2 separate regions of the Capra hircus genome follow, and region 1 is linked to region 2. A link is a contact called in public Hi-C data. All regions are on one chromosome and are shown on one strand. The core of a region is the stretch at or near the end of the contact, and the rest is flanking DNA. Distances in the headings are between cores, read along the strand shown.

What was found. A called contact is a pair of places that touch in the nucleus more often than the background predicts.
Region 1: a Hi-C map of blood shows a contact between it and region 2, with 5 times the contacts expected there. The contact joins the enhancer-like site here to the promoter of CDKN1A in region 2. A contact is called at or near these places in 2 of 5 Hi-C or Micro-C datasets (both in blood).

What each region holds. Positions count from the first base shown.
Region 1 is chr23:38,207,725-38,211,301 of ARS1.2, forward strand. No RefSeq gene overlaps it. Among named protein-coding and RNA genes, the nearest start is that of SRSF3, 25 kb to the right of the region's middle. Within about 2 kb of position 1,552, at least 1 of the 5 cell types and tissues checked has an H3K27ac peak or open chromatin away from gene starts, as enhancers often do.
Region 2 is chr23:38,162,569-38,165,937 of ARS1.2, forward strand. It overlaps CDKN1A (cyclin-dependent kinase inhibitor 1), which reads right to left and starts at 1,757. Exons shown (of 3, transcript XM_018039118.1): 1 at 1,627-1,757.

The DNA of each region.
Region 1 (3,577 bases), core at 302-2,801, 45 kb after region 2:
CCTGGTTTTTTTTTTTTTAGTCTTGGCTCTAATGTGGGTGCCTTAGGGCAAGTCACAGCCTCATCCCTAGAATGGGGTTTAATAATGGCATCCCACCAGGCAGGGCCGAGGAAGAAATGAGACAGTGCTTCAAATGCAGTAATTTCTCACTGATACCAGCATCTTACTCGGGGGACCCTCAGATACAGAGCCCCAGATAAGAATTTGGGAGGCGAGCCCAGGAATCACGTGGGGCTCTGAGACGGGGAGGGAAGGAAGTCCCTGCAGGGCACAGGCATCCCGCTGTGCACAGAATGAGCTGCCTGACAAGCAGAGTTCCGAAGGTGAGGGCGTACCTGGAGGTCTCTATTCCTGTAAGTCTTGCTTTTAAAATGCTCAAGACTGTCTCCACAGTTGAAGGTGAGGGAAAAATATTCTCAGGTTTAAGCCACTTATTTTGCTCTTCTGTTATACACAGCTGAGTTTAATAATCCTTATCTGAAGCTGGAGGCCAGTGGCTGTCCCCAGCAAGAAGCTTTCCAGGGGGACCCAGTGTGGAGGCCCAGTAACACAGGCAAATGCTGTGATACTAACATCTCCCTAGGGAAATGATCTCACCAAGGGACTCTACTCACACTACCCACCCTCCTGGAGCCTAATTTTGTAGTGGAAAAAGCTCTCCTAGGTAGGAGTTCATCCCTCCCACCCAAATCCCTAGGGTGTCTGGCACCTCCTTCCTGCTCAGAGGTGTCACGGCACCTCCCCAAACGTGGCCTCCCTGCGCCCAACCCTTCCCAAGCCCTCCTTCACAACTGATCCGATCCCTGTGCCCTTCTCCTTGGCGTCTGGTCTCTTAGGCAGCAGCTAGCACTTCTGACAAGTGAATTGGTGTTACTGGGTTAATGTGTCACCCTCCAAGTAGCCAGCAGGCTACTTTGACAGGAGCCAGGAGGAGTCGAGGCCCTGTGCCCAGAGCCGAGCGACATGAAGATCACCAGAAAAGCTAGAGGCCCCCCTGCTGCTGGCCTCACTTCCTGTGTGCCACTCCTGTTTCCCCCTTCATCCCATGCCCTCCCTTTGCACAGCCGACCATGGTCGTAGCTCCTACCTCAGCAAATGCCAGGTCCCCCCCTCCCCTGCCATTTGGCCTGAGCTGCCACACTGAAAGCGAAAGGAGGAGTCAGAACAGAAAGAAAAATAATAAAACTACTGAAAGAGAAGAAACAGCTGGCAGAATGTTGGAAAAATTCCCAGGCGGGAATCCCCAGCCCTCAAGGGCTATGCCTGGCTGAGGACCTTCTTAAAGGGCAATCTTGAAATATGTTCTTCACATCATGGCCAACTCACAGGAGTACCCGATCCCTGGACCCCACCCTGCCGCAGAGTAGGGTATATGCGGTCAGAGGGTCAGAGCTGAGTTAGGGTGGGAGGGCGGGGGGAAGGGCTGAAGGACGCAGCAGGGACGTGATGCATGAGGATCCAAGCTCTTCTGGGATTCCGGGGGACAGGCAAACCCAGCAAGGAGAGGGCTTGGCAAAACCGTGCAGCCAAGAGGGCGTGCGTGCAGGTGCAGGGAGGGGGCCGCCGGGAGGCTGGACTGGCAGCAGCCGGGCAGTGGCGGCCAAAAAAAATAAAGTTGGCCGCTCTTACCTAAACCCAAGTGGAACTTTATATCCGTTCAGGAAACATGGATGGAAACTGGAATAGGTTGAAAAAGGGGTCTGGCTTGTGCTTCTGCAAGTCTGAAGCAGGCATGACAGAGGTCGGTAGGCAGGGAGGCAAAGCAGTGGTACCACGAGCACAAAAGCCAGGCTCCCACCAGGCCTGGGGACCGGCAGACCGGCCACCAGGAGGGGCCGGCGTTAGGATTTCTGATGAAGAAATATGAAGGGGCCTGCAGGGCAGAGACGGGGGTGGGGGACAGGGGGTGAAGGAGAATAGGAGCGGGTCTGCAACTTACCCGAACGCTGGGTTTGAGGTAATGGAGTTTGGAGAGAAAAAACCAAGGCTGGACTTGGCACAAATCATGTCTTCTGGCCAAGTCTGGGAGACCTTTCGTGTTTTGGGCTCAGGGCCTGACCCACAAGAGAGGCCCCGTCACCCTTTGTGAAATGCAGTCACTGATAATACAAAGAATAATCCGCAGTAAACCAGCAGTCAGTCCTCCTCGAGGAGGAGAGAATAATTTCCACCAAGTTCACTAATTCCACACAAGCTATGACCTAAGGAATGTCCCGAGCCCTATCAACTGATTCTTCTGTCTTCACTCTTCTCCCTCCAGCCAGTAAAGTTAGAGGGGTTCGCTGCCCGCCCCCAAACCCCCAAGTCCTTCCAGCCATGTGCTTCTCCCCATTTGACTCCACACACCCCCCACCCCGGAGTGGGCTTCCCCTGTGGTTCGGCTGGTAAAGACTCCACCTGCAGTGCAGGAGACCTGGGTTTGATCCCTGGGTTGGGAAGATAGCCTTGAGAAGGGAAAGGCTACCCACTCCAGTATTCTGGCCTAGAGAATTCTACGGACTGTATAGCCCATGGGGTCGCAAAGAGTCGGACACAACTGAGCGACTTTCACGTTCACGCCCCCAGCGTAATCTTCCAAAGACACTTGGATACCCACTTTCCCTGCCCAGCATGCGCCACCATCCAGACCAGCCCGTGTTGCCTGGCAACCTGACCTCCCACCCTTTCTCACCGAGGGTGGTGGAGTATTGGAATGGCAGGGCCAGAGCGGCCAGAGTGGCCAGAGCGGGGCTCTGAGTCTGCAGATGCCTCCACTCTCCGTGCCAACACTTCCTCATCTGCGGACTAGAGACAATAACCATGCCTACTTTATGTGGATGTTTTGAGGATTAAATGAGTAAATAAAGTACTTGAAACAAGTGCGAGGTATGTAGTAAGCACTCAATAAGTGTGAGCTATTATCATCTTGGCTATGCACTACAACGTCCACAGAGGAGGGATTTTTGTTTTGTTCACCAGCTTCATCCTGGTGACTTGAACAGGGTCTAGCACGTAGTAGACAATGGACATTTATTACTGGAAACTCTGTGGTAACCTAACTCTTCCCTGTAACACATTTTATACATTCCTACTTCCATGCCTCTGCTCATGCCATTCCCGCCTCTTGAAGGGCCATACCCCATCCAGGGTTATTCCTCCTCCTATTTTGAACTGCCACTCCAGCCTCCCCCCGCCCCTCCCGCCCAGACGCCTTCCCGGGCTCAGAACCTGCACAAAACAAGCTCTCAGTAGAGCCTCAGTGGTTTGTGGCCAGGATTTTTTTTTTTTTTTTTTTTTAACGCTTTGGCTCTAAAACAGTTTCCTCACTTGGCACTTAATGTCCACCACCTCCTGGGGTGGGCCCTAAGAAGTGGCGGCCCTCCCCACCAACCAGCTACTATATATGTCACTTATCGTGTGGCTCTGACACTCAGAGAGGGCTTCCCAGGTAAAATTACCTGAATAACTAGACAGAACTGGACACGTGGTCTCCAAACCACAGTTTCTAGGCTTCCTAATTGGTGAGTTGAGAGACATGGCATCTGTTTGCCCAAGAAATATGAGCCAGGCGGCTCTACATCAACAGCCCGCTTTCCAC
Region 2 (3,369 bases), core at 507-3,006:
GCTTCCGAAACGCCCGCCACTATTGGGAAACAGCGCGCTCTCGCGCCGCCTCTTGTGAAACACGCGCGTACGCGCGTACACACACACACACACACACACACACACACGGCACGCACACACACACGGCACGCACGCAACAAGCGCGCCGAGATCTGTTCCCTCCACCTTATCTCCACGCCCAAAGCAAGGGATGAGTCAGATCCCTGAAAAATAAAAATAGACGGGAGCAACGAAAACAAAACCGCTCTTAAGTCCTCCCCGAAACGCAACGTGGAGGAAGGGGAAGGAGGGAGGGAGGGAGCTGCCCGGGCGCCCTAAAGCACCAAACCCAGTTCCAGGATTCTTGTCCCTACGGGGAACGCGCAAGTGTCCTCCGAGGGCCCCAGACCAGGCGGACAAGGCGGACGCACTACAGTCCGCGCTGGGCGGTGGCGTCCGAAGGGCGAATCGCCCTGCTCTGCTAGCCCTGTTGTCCTTGGAGAGGGAATTCCGGACTGGCTTGGAGTCCCTGAAAGCAGGTGACGGAGGCCTGAGCAGCGACGCACCGCGAAGCCCCATCCCTCAAACACAGGACCTTTCCTTCCCTTCCCCCACCGCCCCCGTCCTGGGCTGGGTGCCCCCACCGCGCCGCAGAGCAGAGCTCGGCTCCTGTCCCCGAGTCCGTCCGGCCGACCCAAGGGCAGGCTGGGCCGGGGTTCTCACGGCAGCGCTGGGAGAGAGGTAGGTCCGGCTTCGGGGCTTCCCTAACTGACAGGCTGGCGCAAGCCCACCCAGCGCCCGGCCGCGGCTCCGGGTCCCAGAGGGCGCGCCTCGGGGCAGGGACCGGACACCCGGTCTTGGACCTCCCGGTGTCCCGGTTTCCCTGAGAACACTCTGTGCCAGCCAAATAGGTCACTGTGCTGATTGATGGTGGCGGCGTGGGGGCACAGAGACCGTGGAGAGGGAGAAGGGACTTCTGGCGGAGCCACAGTCTCCCAGCCCTGGCGGAGTTCTGATGTCACCCGGCTCGTTCCCCGGGGTCTTCTTGTCACCGTGAGTCACCTCCCAGCTTACTCTTAAGGAACGTGTCCCGACACGTTCCCAGGGGCCCAGGACACAGCCGGAGCTGACCTCAGCAGCACCGGGGACTCTGACCTCGGTTCTGGGCCAGGACGACACCGATCGGATCTGAGAACCGCCCGGGAATGGATCCCAGATGAACCTGTTCGGCTTGGCTTTCCCCGCCCCTCCCGGAGTCCTGCGCGGACCGGGCTTTGTCCCCACGCAGCGAGCGTGCCGAGCCTGGAGTCCCGGGCGCACCCTCGGCCGGGTCCACGCCTTCCCTCGCCCCGGCGGAGTTTCCAGGGGAGGGATCGCAGAGGGGAGATCCCTAGTACTTGGGCGCCTTCTCCGCGCCCGGAGCCTCCGACGCATCCCGGGCCCTGTCCCCACACGCGCACTCACAGCCCTTGGTGCACTCCAAACCGAGACCCGCGCGCAGGGCCCCGCGCGCCATTCACCTGTGAACACAGGACACACGCGCCCCCGCGGATACACACCCCCCAGGGGCACGGACAAACACGCGGACTCGCTCGGCTCGGCTCGGGAGCCTCAGCTCGGGATCCGCTCTGGCCCCGGCTCCCTCACCTCTCCTGGGGGTCTCGGGACGTCTCCGTGAATCTGCGCGCAGCGCCGGGTCTCCCAACCACGGTCTCCAGCCGCTGCTCACACCTCAGCTGGCGCCGCCGGGCGCCGGGCGCCGGGCTTATAAAGAGGCTGGAGGCGGGACCGGCCGCTCCGCCCACAGCGGCGCTTCTGCTCCGACGGCTCCCCGATGACTCCGCTGCCAACCTCACAGGCTGCAGGGGGGCGCTTCCCTCCTTCCCACTCTCCGCGCCTGGGTTTGTGCACTTGACATATTTCCGCAAGAACTGAGTCCCAGTTCTCTTTTTTTTTCCCCCCAGTTCGGGGTGGTTGGGGTGGGGAGGGCGAGTTGGACCTCCCACCAACGTGACGGCGGCGCTATTGGGACCAGACGGACTAGCCCCCCTCCCTGACCCACCACCGACTGGCTCTGGGCAAGGATTTACCCCAACACCTGAATAAACCACGAGGAATGACATTAATAAAGGAAAAAAGATCCTTAAATAATTTTGTTTTTAAAACAACACTTCACTTTGCAATTCCCAGAAAAGCCCCACTGTACCACCATGGGTCCCTCACTACACCACCTCTCCCCATCACCTGAGGCACCCAGAGACCCCAACAAAGCATTCTTGGGGGCCAGAACGGATTCAATTCCCTTTATTTCACAGAAGAGGATTCAATTCCCCGTATTTCACAGAAGAGGAATCCGACCGAAGCCCACAGAACTAAAGGGGTGAGAAGTTATTTGTCAAATGCTCCAGGGAAGGACGGAATTGGGGACACTGCCAAGAAAGGGCTAGCTTGGTCTCCAGGGAAAATGGGACACTGAGCTAAGCTTCCCACCCCCTCCTCCTCACCGCCTATATCCACCTCCCGTCTCACCTTAGCAGAGGAAAGCTCAATCTGATTGCTGTGGATTTGCGGGCTGGGAAGGGGAGAAGGATTGGGTGGGTGAGTTATCTCCTGGGTAATCCCCACCCACCACATACACTGCTGCAAAGGGAGGCTCAGAGCTTGGAGGCCTGACTCAGGGGATACAGCAAGTCAATGGTGATGGTTAGAACACAGACCTTTTGCTTCTCATCCAGAGCTCTCTGCTTATTGCCCTGTTTCAGCGGCTTTAGAATACAAGATATGCCTAGCACCTGTCATTTCCAGGCAATACTCTGAGGTGACACGGACGAAAGCAATTCTAGAAAGGCCAACCAGAGCTTCCAGCAGATGCAAAAGCTAGTGAGGTGCCCTGCTGCTCCCCATCCCCACTTGTACCCCACCTTTGCTTCCTTCCTTCATCTGAAATATTTTTGATTTCTGCCTGTAAAAAAATTGCAGAGAACAGAGTGTTAATCTGAACAGAAATTGACTAAAACATAGAATGCAGGCTGGAAGCAGCTGCAATTACTGACCTCTAGGGCTGTTCGGCGTCTGGAAATCTCTGCCCAGACATGCCCAGTCTTCTTCCCCCAAAGCAGCTGACCTCAGGGAGGACAGGCTTGCTTCTCCTCTACTGCTGGAACAGGAGCCCGGGGAGGGGTGGGAGGACCCTTTACCAGACCCCCTTGCCTGCCTGATATTGGAATCAAGCCAGAATTGTAGGTGGACTTTGGAAGAACCTCAAACAGGCCAAGACCCCAGGACCAGCCCTCTCGTCTCCCAGCTCCACCGTCCCTACTTCCAACACACCTGTGCCCACACCACCTAAAGGCTGGGTTGTCAAATGTCCAGCACAGGACGGGCACATCC